Linked DNA regions of Ovis aries: all the other regions are linked to region 1. The links are chromatin contacts, called in public Hi-C maps. All regions are on one chromosome and are shown on one strand. Each heading gives the region's core, a stretch centred on a gene start, on an enhancer-like site or on the middle of the called end of the contact. The rest is flanking DNA. Distances are from core to core; before and after follow the strand shown. Region 1 holds the start of ASCC1 (activating signal cointegrator 1 complex subunit 1). Region 2 overlaps ASCC1 (activating signal cointegrator 1 complex subunit 1). Region 3 overlaps DNAJB12 (DnaJ heat shock protein family (Hsp40) member B12).

Region 1 (4,759 bases), core at 1,372-3,871:
TATATGAGGATAAAACAACCATGCCTCATGGGACAGTTTGTCTTGGATACATCCTGACCAAGCCACACCAAGAAATTCACTTATAAAATTTTCCAAATAAAATTCCAGAATAACACTGTGTTCTGTTCCCAAGGAAGGGGAATGGTTAGGAAATACATATTGGCCCTTTCATTAAATTAAAAAAATTTTTTTCATCCAAATGTAATACCCAAATTGATCACTTGGTGGTGTCCCAAAACTGGAACAAAATAGTTCAAGAATGATCTTAGAATCACAGCTTATTAGGAATTAGAGGGGCTGTGAGTGTTTAATACTATATCAAATTTAAAAATCAAAAGGTCCAAACGTAAATGAGAAAATCTGTACCAAATATATGTCTCCTTTAAAAAGTTCAAAACAAAATAGCAGCTTACACTACACATTTACAGAAGATTCCAAAAGGTTTATGTTTTCTATATAAAAAGAACAGTCTTCTTTCAAACTCAGAACTATCATTCAAGACATAGAACAGCCAGGGTTGAAAAGTGGAGTGCAGAATTAGCAACAACTTTAACACATATTAAAGTAATTGGAGTGTGGCTCAGAGGTTAAAGTGTCTGCCTGCAATGTGGGAGACCTGGGTTCGATCCCTGGGTCTGGAAGATCCCCTGGAGAAGGAAATGGCAACCCACTCCAGTATTCTTGCCTGGAGAACCCCACGGACAGGGGAGCTTGGTGGGCTACAGTCCATGGGGGGCAAAGAGTAGGACACGACTGAGAGACTTCACTTTCACTTAACACATATAAGCAGTTTTCTGCTGAGATGGAAAGATTACCGAAGTAATTTTTAGCTTTAAAGATTTAGGTTAAATTTTGAATGCTACCAGCAGGTGGTAACCAAAGTTAAAGTGAAACTCACAATAAATGCTAGTTTGGAACTGCTCTATAAAGGCAGGCATTCTGATCACCAAGACCAAACATTATGCTTGGCTTATACCAACTAGCTGTTGATTTAAATGTTTGCTAAATGAGTTGACATTTCACAGGAACCACAAGATTCCTTAAAGACTGTCTAATCCAATCCCCCCAGTTTGCACACAGGCATACAGACTTCAGCTTACTTGTTGTGCCATTTTTTAAGCAATGGCTTTACTGCATTGTCATGTGCTATGTGGGCTTCCCCGGTGACTCAGTGGTAAAGAATCCACTTGTCAATGCAGGAGACATGGGCTCGATCCCTGGGTTGGGAAGATCCCCTGGAGAAGGAAATGGAAACCGACTCCTGTATTTCTGCCTGGGATCCCATGGGGACACAGGAGCCTAGTGGGCTATAGCCCTAGGGTCGCCAAGAGTCAGACATGACAGAGCGACTAAACAACATGTACCCTGTGAGAGGTGAAACAGCACACTGATTAAGAGCTCACTCTGAAGCCTCTTGGCCCAGGTTCACGTCCTGGCTTTGTTACTTGCCGTCTGATTCGGGACAAATCACTCCACCTCTCTGCTCCTCAGCTGTCTCATCTATAGAATGCAGATAATGATAGTACCTACATCAGAGGTGTCAGGAAGGTTAATATAACTAAAGCATTTGGAACACTCATAGGCACAGTAAACAACAGCTATCCAAAACTACCAATGAATATTTAGTCCTGAATCTTTTTTTTTTCCCCTGCAGATTCCAATTTTTCATACTTAGTATGTTTCAACACACTCATGGGAAAAGTCTTAATTCTCTCCATTTGACACAGAGTGTCAATGTCAAATGTCTCTTAGAATGGAAAGTGCATGCTCAAGAAGAGGGATAATGCACCCCATTCTCTCATTTTAAGGTTAATGATCTTAGGAAGAACCCTTTGCTTAGGAAAAGGGGAAGTTGTTGTCTTTCAACTCTCAAGACCTAGCACAGAACCTGGATTAGTGTTTCCTGAATGAATAAGGAACAAATGACAGAACACAGGGTTAGCAGGGGATAAGAAAAGTTTGATGTCAGGAGGGTTGGTCCATGATTGGTTTTTTCTCCCTCATTCTGTAGATCTGTTTACACAACTGTTTTTCCAATAAGGCTGCCAAGCCCAAGGTAAGTGCTCAGTAACATTTTGTTGAATATTCAAATACTAATGATGAAATAAGCTGGGACTTGACCCAATAAGGGAAGCTGGAACTATTGGCAGTAGAGAGTCTTACAGGAGAGCAGAGATACTGCATGGCTGTGTTCAGTGACAGGATGATCAACACATTTACCTCATGCATGGCAGGGATGCCCTCGTATTCATAAACCACTTTCCTTCCTAGCAGATACATGCTTATTCTTGAAAAGAATCCTTTTTAAAAAGTCTCCTTATCAAAAAGACAAGCAATCATTAAACTCCATCATCAGAAATCATTCCAAATAGCTGGATTACCAATCAAAAAGGTGCTGCAGCTAAAAACAGCTTGGGTGGAAAGGGGCTGAAGAGGGGATGGGTCAGAATGTCAGCTGTTCCCAAGCGAACTCCAAGCCATGACCCCACACCCACCCAGACCGCCATCTCACCCCACCTCCCCCGTCTCCAGGGGGCGACGCCACTGGCGCCATCCCACTGCGCAGGCGCCACCGCTTGGCCCGCATGCGCAATTGTCTCGTGCGGCCTGAGGAAATTTCCTCTTACACGCCCACTGCGGCAGGCTCCAGTTCCTCCTCCTCCTTTCTCCACTTTACTAGTCCCTTCAGGTAGGATCCCAGGGATCAGCTCCCTTTCCAGCAAGCTCCCGAGGGTCCCTGGGCCCTCGACCACTTACCTCAGCTGGTTTGGCACTTTACAGCCCCGCCCCCAACTGCAGCGGCTGCGTTTTCTACGGCGAGGCGGCGGCGTGCTCGCGCCCGTGCGGAGGGAGCCCGCGGCGGCCGCGGCGTGCGCGCGCCAGTGCAGTGGTGGGCGTGGCCGGGGCGGAGAGCCGCGGAGACCCGGTTCTGGGAGAGACCTTGTGGGTCCTTCGTCTGCTCTCACTGCATCGGTTTTCCTACCACCGCGGAGTCCTTCTCTGTTCGCTTGCTTTGACGTACTGGGATTGATTTTTGCTCGCTTTTATGATTCAGGGTTTCATCTTCGCTCCCGGACCTTGTAGGCCTGCTTTCCTCTCTGTCTCTCCAAACCACCACGGAGCAGGATTAAATTGGCTATTCCCCCATCCTTCCTCCTGAGTAGTCTTGTAGCCCAGGGCCTTATAGGAAAGGCAGATGGAGGGTTTGCTATCTCTGAGACAACCTTCTCTTCCACAGCTCAGTTTGAGGACCTACCTTGACACTGACGTCTACTTTTGTGGCGAGCCTTTTTTTTTTTTTTTCTTTGAGAGGTCCTGGGGAATTGAGTATTAGGGTGTAATGTCATTAAAGTATTGCTAGTTATGCCTCCTCTTTCGATGTTCAAGTCTGTTTATCTTGTATATTGTTGTTTCTCACAAGACGAAACTAACTCATTGGTTCTGTAAGCAGATTACCAATGAATGAAAGCGATTTACTTCCTGAGGTTAGATTGAGCATTAGTGTGTTTAGTAAGGATTGATCTTTTTGGAGGGGGACCGCTTAAGTTATTTTGGGTTTCAAGACCATGTGCCATAAGTGGTAGGAACCTTGGTTAAACGTAACCAGAGCTACCCCTAAGAAGCTTTGCTTCCTAAATTGTTAATTCATTAAGTGGTGACTAGAAACTTGGTTTCTCCCAGAGTGATGTACAGTTTTTGGCAGTGACTATAGAAACTGAATTCCTTCCCTCAGCAATGTGTTAGTTTGAAGAACCATGTTGGATAAGTCATATTTTAACTTTGTTTTAATAGGCAACTGGATCTAATTGTTGAGTATGTATTTCTAGCACCTGTAAAAGTAGTTAAGGATTTTTTTGTCCTCCCCTTGAGGATAAATGTATTCAGTTCAGTTCAGTTCAGCTCATTTCAGTTGCTCAGTCGTATCCAACTCTTTGCGACCCCATGAATCGCAGCACACCAGGCATATCCCTAATTCTCTTAACTGTCATACTGGATAAGAGGGTGAGACACTTCACAAATGTTCAGATAAGCACAGAGGTTGAATTTTACTCCTTTTAGGTTAAAGTAATGAAGAGACCTCTAGTCTCTCTTCCAAAGTCATGGACAGGCTCAGTATCTTATAATCACTTTTTTTGAGGAATGCTGAATAGTTTGCAAATTACTGTCTTGAGTGTGCCAGAAGTGGAATAGTGTAGTGGAAAATGCAGCAATTGACTTACTAAAACAGCTTCTAGATAGGGGAAATCTCGTGGAAACAGTAATGCTTTTGCTTAGCATGGACTATAAACTGATGCCCAGTTCTCTCCTTGTAGGCCTGTGTAAAGATCCACATAATCATGGAAGTTCTGCGTCCCCAGCTTATAAAAATTGGTGGACGGGTTTATAGGAAGAATCCCATCCAAGAACAGACTTATCAACATGAAGAAGAAGATGATGACTATTACCAAGGTAATCTTAGTTGCTTTTTGGTCAGATTAGAAGTACAATGTTATCCATATTGTATAAGCAATCTTTGTTTCAGTGTTTCTGTGAGAGCACTGAAATTTGACTTGTTTGGCCTCTCACAGCTCCCTTGTTGATTCTGAGTGGGCTGGTGAGTTTGTTTGAGGAGGTGTTCTCAGTTCATAAGTTAAGTTGTGTCTCATCTTTGTGCAGAGGCTTAAATGTAATAAGGGGTAATTTTAGTTAGCTATTAATATTAACAATTGTCTGTGGCAAAATTAAGTTCTTTTATCTGTAAAGCTATGAACTAGTTTTT
Region 2 (4,759 bases), core at 1,503-4,002, 91 kb after region 1:
TGGTCCATTTCTGACTGTTGAGGATTTGCTTCTGAGTGTTAAATTAACCTAAGAAATTTAAATGAAAAGAGTTCTTCAGGATTCCATTATCTTTCTCCCACAGACCACATTCTGTAACATCCACAGTTTTAAGCCCTCTCTGTCAGGTTAACATGCCATTGTGCCTCTGGGAAAAGGGAAACATAAGTTGATATCAAAGGAAAGGTTTTTGATTCTTCATTTTACTTGTTCTATAATGGTTTGGGTCATGTATTTTCAAGGCCATGGGTGTTTTTTGGAGCTGGGAGGGAGAAGATGTAAATAGTAAAACTTCAGAGCAAGCTCTAGCTTTAGAAATGTTTTTTCTTTTTCCTCCATTCCTTTATCTTGTCACTTGACAGATTTCTTGCCTAATGCCTAATGTGACCCCATTGCCTCTAATTAATGACATCACTCTTCAGCAGCTGCAAGCTTCTTATTGCAGAGCCTAGCAGAGCAATGGCAGCATTCTCTTAAGGCAGGCATTCCAGCTTCCACATTACAGAGCTTTGTTGATTCCTTCTTTTCCTTACCTTTCCTCTCTTTGAATAGTTTTATTTTCAAAGTAGCTCTGGTAGCTTCAGTTTGAGTGGCAATTTGCTAATGAATTCAGTTGCAGTTAACTTTTTTCCCAGGCCACAGCTTTATTGTGATATGAATCTCTTTCCTCCTCTAGCTCATTTCCTGAGGCTTTTAAAATAATAGCATTCATTATTTTGCTTTTTTTGTTGCTGTTAATTTGATAAAGAAGCTAGAGGAATGGGGAAAGACATCTGTTGGAATGACTCAAGCTAACTTAGTTCCTTTGAAATTACAATTAAGCCCAAAAGGTATATTGATGCAAGTTGAGGGTGAGGTACTTTAACATCTGTAAGAAGGTAATCACAGGTAGCCTGAGAAGTGACTGTATGAACAGTATGGGTCTCTTGTTTGGTATTTAACTTCTCTCATTCTGGAAAGTCAGTTTACCATTTAAAGATGCTTGACTTGGGAATCTTTCTAACCCACCCCAATGATAACATGGACATAGCTCCCTCTAGTGTTGACAAAGCTTGCTGTAATAGTTGTACCCTTACTGTGTAATGCCTAATTGGGATTTTACAACTGGGCCCAATGAGGTTCTTGCAAACTATTTAATCCAGTTCCTCATTTTACTCTCTAAGGGTGCAAGATCCAATATGGTTAAAGTGACTTGCCAAAGGTTGCTGCTAGATAGTAGCAGAGTTTAAATCAGAAAAAAATATTTAAAACTCACAAATTAGCTTTTCTACCTTCTTTATAAAGATGCTCAGTGTTTAGGCAGAGATCAGTAGATACTTGAAATTGGGCCTCTCTGTTTGAAATGTGATAATATCTGACGACATAAATGTTGGGGCAGTGGGTATGCCAGTTAGTCTAAAACTGGCTAATTAACAATTAGGCTTTTGAGGTGAATGTAATACTAAGACCAACAGAACTATTGACTGTGTGCTATCTGTCAGACCATGTGCTCTGCAGATAAAACAGTCATGATACAGTCCCTACCTTCCAGGAGCTTCCTATCTCTGAGAGATATAGCAGATTAATAGGTAATTACAGTATAAAATGATGGTAGCAGATTATGAGATGGAGGAAGAGAAGTACCTTTGAACACAGGTCCTTTGAACACAGGTAGTTGTAACAAAATATCTTTTGATAGAATATACAACACGTTACTTTTTAATCATTAGTTCCAGAAAATATAATCTTTCATTTATATTTAATCAAAGGAATTAACTTTTCTTTGAGAATAAAGATAAAATGTAGCATCCAACACTGCTCCCCAGACATATAAGAGGCAATAGCTATATTTATAAAGTAGCTGTAGCAGTGCACTTTTTTGGAATTACAAGTCTTTCTCAATTAGAATATGAAAACCCATGGCCCCTGAATCCCTTGCAAAAAAAAACAATCGAGATTTAAAAAACCGATGGATTATATATGTAGTTTTTGTACCAGATAAAATTATTATGTTCAGAAAGGGAAAAAAAAATCACTTTCACTAACAAGATAGGAACTGACTTGGAGTAAACAGAAAGGTTAACAGCATTGGTTGTTAAGGAGCCCAAGTATATGTGTGCAGCATATTAACAGCTACACAGGTCAAGGATCAGGAATGCTGGTGATGGGAAGCAGCCTTGGAAAAAAATCAACTTCATCTGCTATTCAAAGAGAAACAAAACGAGAATGCGAGTCATTGCTCATTGCTGTAAGAATTTAATGAGTAACAGCCAATTGCTATTCTACTCCATGAAGAGAATTGGTCCTTTTGACTCAGTGCAATATGTGTTCTGGATGCCTTAATAAGAAAGAAAAAAAAAAAGATCTCCAATGACTTTTGGAGGTAGAAGCTATGTTTTTCTTTTGTATAGCTCTTTTGAGAATTCTTGCAGCTATTATAGACTAGTATCTGATTATTCCTAGTCAAAATAAGAATTTTACTATTCTAAGAAGGACTTTGAAAGAACTGACAACTAGAGAATCATTCCCTTGTGTTTTTCAAACAAGAAAAACAATGTATTTAGTAATGGTAGTTTTTTATGGAAGACTGACAGATGGCTCTGAAAGGAAGATGTACATGCGAGTGAAGACGACCTTGGCCTCATTAATAGGATAGTGTCCTGTCAGAGTTTCCATTTCTCATCTAAGAGATAGGAGCAAAGATGTGATTTGGTTATCTGTAACACACTGATAAGCTTGTAAATGGAGAAATCGTGCTGACCTAAAAACATTCTGCCAGGAAATAACTGCTCCCTCACTAGCTAGAAGTAGGATGGTCATTGACTGCCAGCTTCTGGAGGGAGAAGTGGTCTTAGTGGCAGTCTTGTTTGGGGGACCCATTAAATGCCCTTATGCAGTTGAATCAGTATTCCAAGACTATGCTTTCAGCAGATTGAATAGGGGTGCAGTAGTAACTGTTTAAAAGCATAGCTTCTAAATGCAAGGTGAAGAGGAGACATTAGAGCCCTAGCTTGTACTCTCCACAGTACAAATAAAGACACAGTAATATATTTGGGAAGGAACAGAAAGTGCTGGAGAAGGAAATGGCCACCCACTCCAGTATTCTTGCCTGGAGAGTCTTGTGGACAGAGAAGCCTGGTGGGCTGCTGTCCATGGGATCGCACAGAGTTGGACACGATGGAAGCGACTTAGCACGCATGCATGCATTGGAGAAAGAAATGGTAACCCACTCCAGTGTTCTTGCCTGGAGAATCCCAGGGACAGAGGAACCTGGTGGGCTGCCATCTATGGGGTCACACAGAGTTGGACACGACTGAAGTGCCTTAACAGCAGCAGCAGCAGCAGCAGAATGTACTGTAGGTCTAAAAGCAAAGGACAAAAGTGCCATTTCTTTAGATACTTAAAAATCCTAGAGCATATAAACCAAGTAAAAAGCACATGTATTTCCATTTTATATATAAGAATATTTAAATTTAGAGAAAGAGGGAATTGGCAGTATTTTACTATATTAATATTTAATAGTACTTTACCTGAGAATGTTTTAAATCTAGCTAGCTACATTGAGAGTTTTCTTGAAAGATGTAAATAAGAGTGACTCAAGTATTTCATTCAGTTTTGCTCTTTTTCCATCTCTGGCTCTTAAAGTATTTAAGAGGACAGTAGAATGAATACATTTAAATGAGAGCTTTGTTTAGTTTTTTTACTTAGGGAAGTTTCTATAAGGAAGATGTTTAAAAATGCATGCTATTTATTCTCTTGGTAAAAGTGCACAAACATATATGTACTTTTAAACGAATAATCATAAAGTGAACAGTATAACTACTACCAAGGTCAAAAAACAGAATGTGCCTCACATGCCCGTTGCTGGCCAACTCTGTGGTCTGTTTGTCTTAAGGTAACAAAGGCACAATTAAGTTCCTAAACACTGTTAGTAAAGAGGTTTGCTTTCAATGATTACTTTGTTTTGGAGTACTAGAAGCATATTGAAAAAAAGGAATTTATTTTTATTCTTTCAAAGGAAGAGAAATTAGATTGAGAACTCAGTCATGATTTTTTTAAGAATATATTAAAAGAAATTATATCAGAAAATATACAAAGGAAGACAAGCATTTAGAAAGTATATTATTTCTGAGGAAGAAAATATTGTGTTTTTTATTATTCAGTTCAATACTAAGCCATATTACATACTGTTCTTGAAAATTACTTCTTAGTCTTGTGGTTCGTCTTTAGAACTTTTTCCTCAAACTTACCTTTTTCAGAAAGCCTGTCCTTGAAAATCTATCACTAAATGTTTCATTGCACTATTACATCAGTATTAATAACAGCAGATTGAATGTAGAAAGAAGTTGCTATCTCTCATTACCACCACAGCTGTGGTGTCATTTTTGCTATCTGATATTTCTGTGACTTGAAATTTTAATTTTATTTAAGTAGAATCACTAAGCAGATGCCACTTTCTGTTAGAGCTGTTCATGCTTATACACCATGGACACTTACTAAATTCACTGTGCTTGGACACACTAATATTTTGTAGTAGATTTTATCCATTCATTGAAAGCAATCACATTGTTCTTGACAATCATGTAAAATAGGCAGCTTGTTAGAGGAACAAGTGTACAACTTTCTGAAGAATTTCACTTGGAAAATAAAAATGAGATGCTGCAGAAAAGGTTTCTGTCAGAAAAGAGTTCATAGAGATAACATATATACCCACATATGTATATATTCAATTAAGGTTTAGAAAATAATGTCAGGGAAATGT
Region 3 (4,759 bases), core at 995-3,494, 82 kb before region 1:
GACCGCAGGGAGAACCAGGGTGATGTGAGTGAGGAAGGGATGGGTACGGGGAGAGTGCCTCACCCAAGGGGGTGAGGCCTGGAGTGGGGAGTACCTTGCTATCCTGCGACAGCAGTACCCCACAACTCAGCCGGGGAGCTAACTCAGTCCCCCCATTGCCATTCCACTAAAGGACACCAGAGGGAGCCACACTCCACAGCACCCACAGCGGGCGTTGGGTGTGATGGCCTCTGCTGGGAAATGGAATGCAGAAACCTCCCTACTTCCAGGCAGGTTCCAGTGTTAACGGCCTTCGTGAGGTCTATATGTTCTTAAGGTAAAATGATATTTTACCAAGCAATGGAAGGTTAAACTTCACAAGAGAACTGTGAAGGATGACAACATAAGGGTGGGTCTTCTTGCTTCTCTTCAGTATTCTTTAAAAATGTATAAAAGAGCTGTAACAAGACAATGCATCAAACATCCTTTGAGTGCCACAGATTATAAGAACAGGTGGCTGACTGAAATTACAGCAGTTAGCTAAGATTAAAATACTGTGGACAGTTGCAGAATATTTAAAATTATACCAGGCAGAGGGTTCTCTTTTGCTCTGATAATGTGGCCTTCTGTTTTTGTTTATTCATTTTTTAAACTTTTATTTTGTGTGTATTTAACATACAGAAGTTTTTTGAAATCACAAATTATCACACACTGAACAAATTTATTTTGTAATTTCTCAACTGGCAACTTTTAAATTGGTAATACAGTCATAGGGTTCAGAATTCAGAAAGGCAGATATAGAGAAAGCCTCCTTCAAGCCCTGCCTCCCATTCCTCTGAAGGCAGACACTTTTGCTCGTCTTTTTTTTGTATTCTCTCACAAGTAAATACGTAAACCCACCTCCCACCCCAGTGTTTAACCCCAGTTGCTGCTTTGTTTTTATTTGGGGAAACTGGCAGGTAGAGGGGTTTCTGTATTTGGGGGCCCATGGGAGGGACTGGGAGAGAGAGGCATCGAGGCCTGTCTGCACAGGCTCCCACCACCTGGGCCCCACTCTGGCGCTTGCTGCCAGCGTTTCGCCCCACCAGGTTCAGCCTGGGTGACCACTGGCTCTTCCCTCCAGGGTGGGCTGGGGGTGTTTGTCCAGCTGATGCCCATCCTCATCCTGATCCTCGTGTCAGCTCTCAGCCAGCTCATGGTGTCCAGTCCACCCTACAGTCTGAGCCTAAGACCGTGAGTACCTGCCGCTGGGGTGAGTCCAGGGTTGTGGGTACACGGTGGGGTGGGGCAGGAGCTTTGGAGTCTTAGCCCCGACCAGGGGCCTTCCTTCCCATCCTCTTCCAGCAGGTGCCTGATCAAATTGCAGAAGCTGCTTAGAATCAAGAAAACAGACCTTGTTAAGCTGAGGTTCTTGATCTTTTTAGGATCATAGTCCCCTAAGAAAACGCAGTGAAACCTGCGGCTCTTTTCCCTAGAACGCTGTGCGTGCACACCGTTTGGGGTGTGGTTTCACAGGTTTCATGACACTCTCCCCATCTTACTGCTGGCCTCGAAACAGGAACCTCTGTTCTTCCATTCCGCTTGAGGGCCCTGAGACCATGAGAAGAACAGAGGCTCTAGAGTCAGAGCAAGGGTCGCTTTGAATCCCAGCTCCTCTACTAACTAAGCAGCTCTGTGACCCTGGACTAGTTATGTAACTTCTCTGAGCCTTTGTTTCCTCACCTACAAAATGGGAATATCTGCTTGTGATAATTAAATGAGTTATACACATAAAATGCCAGGCTCGTTAGAAATGCTTGCTGCTGCTGCTGCTGCTAAGTCGCTTCAGTCGTGTCCGACTCTGTGCGACCCCAGAGACGGCAGCCCACAGGCTCCCCTGTCCCTGGGATTCTCCAGGCAAGAACACTGGAGTGGGTTGCCATTTCCTTCTCCAATGCATGAAAGTGAAAAGTGAAAGTGAAGTCGCTCAGTCGTGTCCGACCCTTACCCACCCCGTGGACTGCAGCCTTCCAGGCTCCTCTGTCCATGGGATTTTCCAGGCAAGAGTACTGGAGTGGGTGCCATTGCCTTCTCCGAGAAATGCTTGCTAACATTTGTCAAATGAATATACGGTCTCAACCACGATGGTGAACTTGGGCAAGTTATTTGCCCTTTTAAGGCATCAGCTGCCCTCATTTATTTCCAGCACCTGACCAAGTATCTGATATAGAGCTAGAAGCCCAGTGCTCCCACCTAGCGGCCAGGCTCAGCCTGGGAGCCTGGCAGGATCCCTCTGAGCCAGCAGGGGGCAGAGTCGGTCCACTGGATCCACACCAGCCAGCACAGGCACTCTGTGTCCTGATGCCATCCTTTTTCTCTGTAGCTAGAGAGCTGAGAGGCAGGAATGGGCAGACAGAAGCTGTCCTCACCAAACCACTGACTCCTATCAGCACATAGAGGCTTTTCCCTGAGCCTGCACGCGTTATGCTAAGTCACTTCAGTCACGTCTGACTCTGTAACCCCATGGACTATAGGCTGCCAGGCCCCTCTCTCCATGGGATTCTCCAAGCAAGAATACTGGAGTGGGTTGCCATTTCCTCGTTCAGGGGATCTTTCCGACCGAAGGATTGAACCTGCATCTCTCATGTCTCCTGCATTGGCAGGCAGATTCTTTACCACTAGGGCCACCTGGGAAGCCCTGAGCCTGCAGAGCCTGCAGTTGGAGCTAGAAGATTCCAAGAGGTGGAAGGATATAGTGCCTTAGAATCCTTCCTGTCATTTTGTCCCTAAGCCTCTCCACTCTGGACTGGGAGCCCCTGGATAGGAGGGCAGGCCTTCAGCAAGGATTGGCTTAGGGGATGAACAAGGGAATGGAAGCACGGGGAGCTCAGGTCACACAACTCATCACAGGTGGAACCTGCTTCCCTGACCAGGTCCTCCCAGAGAGGGGCTGCTCCCCAGAGGCCCCAGGCAGCAGTGTGGTAAGCCGAGAGCTGGAGGCACACCTTGCCGTGGTCTGGGCCACTCATACAGGAGGGAGCCTCTTTCTTTTCTCTAGAGCAGCAGGGAGCTCCTGCTCTAGCCCCTACCGCGTGACCTGTGTGGCACCTTCTGTTGCGGGCCCCAGTCATCCCTGGCGATACCTTGGGTCTGTGGATCCACGCCCACTTTGCGCTTGGTCTGTTTCTGGCCAGGTCGGTAGGCCACGTCCACAAGCGAGTCACTGACCACCTGAACGTCGTCTACTATGTGGCAGACACGTTCTCTGAGGAGTACACAGGCTCCAGCCTCAAAATGGTTGAACGGAATGTGGAAGACGATTATATTGCCAATCTTCGAAACAACTGTTGGAAGGAGAAGCAGCAAAGTAAGTTTGTGTGTGTTTGTATGTGTGGGGGTGGGGGTGGGGTGCACAAAGCCTGAGAGCTTGGAAGAAGAAGGCGCTGCTCCCCCGTGATCTGTGGGCCAAGCGCCTGGCCCTGCCCTGCGCCAGCCATGGCCCAGCCAAAAGCCACCTACCACCCCTGTGTTTCCCTGGGGCTAGGAGCCAGGGGCCACCTGGGGATTTCTTCCAGCTTCCTATAAATCACTGCAATCAGCCTGTTGTTTGGCTGCCATAGGTAACTATGTAGAGAGAAATTGGGGCAAATCTCCTGGCCACTCGCTGATTGGACATCTGGATCTATCTGTGGGGCCCTGGGGCAGTCTGCCCAGGATGACAGGTCCTCACCTTGGCTGGCCTCACCTGTGCTCTATCAAAAGGGGCCTCTATCCTGCTCCCCAGCGGGGGTCTACCCTAAAGGGATTCTGCCCCTGTCCCTGGGCCCGTAACTGCCCTTTCCCTCCTGCACAGACCACGCTGACATCGTAGCAGCCTTAGAAGCACACCCCAACTTGCCCCATTGCTTTGCAGAGGAAGGCTTGCTGTACCGGGCCCGCTACTTTGGTGACACAGACCTGTACAACAAAGCACAGAAGATGGGAACCCCAAGCTGCAGCCGACTGTCAGAGGTGCAGGCCTCCCTGCATGGATAGTCCTGGGCCAGCCGTGCCGCCGAGGTCCAAGTATGAGCCAGGGCCTTCTCTGCCTGGCAACTCCTGGCAGCTCTGGTCTTGGTCATGAGGCAGAGGAGGGTATGAGGAGGGAGGGAGGGCGCCAAGTGATCGCGCGGTGCAGTTTCCCTGTCCTCAGCCTGACCCCAGCCTGCAGAGTTGGGAGTGCCCTGGGGTGAGTGGGGAAACTGAAGTCTGTATCAGCCCTCCAGGGTGCCTCCATGCCACTCTACCCTGCCCCCTGGCTCCAGAACTGAGGGGTGCCCAGGGCTCACTTGGTCTACTCCAGCCATGTGGTCCCCCAGGGCCCTTTCCCAAGTGTTACAGACTGTTACCTGTGCCCTGGCATCTAGGCCGCCTGGTATTACTGGGCAGTCAGTAGCCCCCCGACATTCCCCGGCAGACACCAGGATGAACCATGTGGGGATGGGTGAGCCGACAGCCCTTCCTCTTCCCCTGTCCTTCCAGGCAGGAAGAAATGTGGTGCTCGTGGGAGGGAGCCGACAGGCTGGGGGCAGGAGAGGCCCTGCCCCCAGACTGGTGCTAGTCTGGCTGGATCGGAAGCACTCTGAGCAGCTCTTCACCTGGCAGCTGCAGGCATCTGACCGCCCATGCATCTCACCTGTGGTCTGAGGAAGGGAACAAAAGGTCACGAGTTCAGGGTCCAGTGAACAGAGAGCCCTCAGCATAGAGGAATGGGAGGAAAAATTAAAGGTGGTGGTAGCAGGCTCCACCGCGCCACCCTCCC

The links. A called contact is a pair of places that touch in the nucleus more often than the background predicts.
Region 2: a Hi-C map of skin fibroblasts shows a contact between it and region 1, with 5 times the contacts expected there. The contact joins the enhancer-like site here to the promoter of ASCC1 in region 1. A contact is called at or near these places in 11 of 16 Hi-C or Micro-C datasets (blood, hypothalamus, liver and 6 more).
Region 3: a Hi-C map of hypothalamus shows a contact between it and region 1, with 3 times the contacts expected there. The contact joins the enhancer-like site here to the promoter of ASCC1 in region 1. A contact is called at or near these places in 10 of 16 Hi-C or Micro-C datasets (blood, hypothalamus, liver and 6 more).

Annotation. Positions count from the first base shown.
Region 1 is chr25:27,521,146-27,525,904 of ARS-UI_Ramb_v3.0, reverse strand. It overlaps ASCC1 (activating signal cointegrator 1 complex subunit 1), which reads left to right and starts at 2,621. Exons shown (of 11, transcript XM_004021448.5): 1 at 2,621-2,689; 2 at 4,314-4,449. The coding sequence starts at 4,338. It overlaps ANAPC16 (anaphase promoting complex subunit 16), which reads right to left and starts at 2,835. Exons shown (of 5, transcript XM_060406604.1): 1 at 2,758-2,835; 2 at 1,101-1,235. It overlaps LOC105604982 (a long non-coding RNA gene), which reads left to right. Exons shown (of 3, transcript XR_006058069.1): 3 at 1-18.
Region 2 is chr25:27,430,399-27,435,157 of ARS-UI_Ramb_v3.0, reverse strand. All of the region lies in intron 9 of ASCC1 (activating signal cointegrator 1 complex subunit 1), which reads left to right. Among named protein-coding and RNA genes, the nearest start is that of SPOCK2, 33 kb to the right of the region's middle. Within about 2 kb of position 2,752, at least 3 of the 54 cell types and tissues checked have an H3K27ac peak or open chromatin away from gene starts, as enhancers often do.
Region 3 is chr25:27,603,121-27,607,879 of ARS-UI_Ramb_v3.0, reverse strand. DNAJB12 (DnaJ heat shock protein family (Hsp40) member B12) reads left to right here. Exons shown (of 9, transcript XM_042241167.1): 5 at 1-24; 6 at 1,103-1,212; 7 at 3,153-3,325; 8 at 3,872-3,969; 9 at 4,480-4,759. The coding sequence ends at 4,644. Among named protein-coding and RNA genes, the nearest start is that of DNAJB12, 14 kb to the left of the region's middle. Within about 2 kb of position 2,244, at least 18 of the 54 cell types and tissues checked have an H3K27ac peak or open chromatin away from gene starts, as enhancers often do. A contact at or near this core is called in hypothalamus, where this site is marked.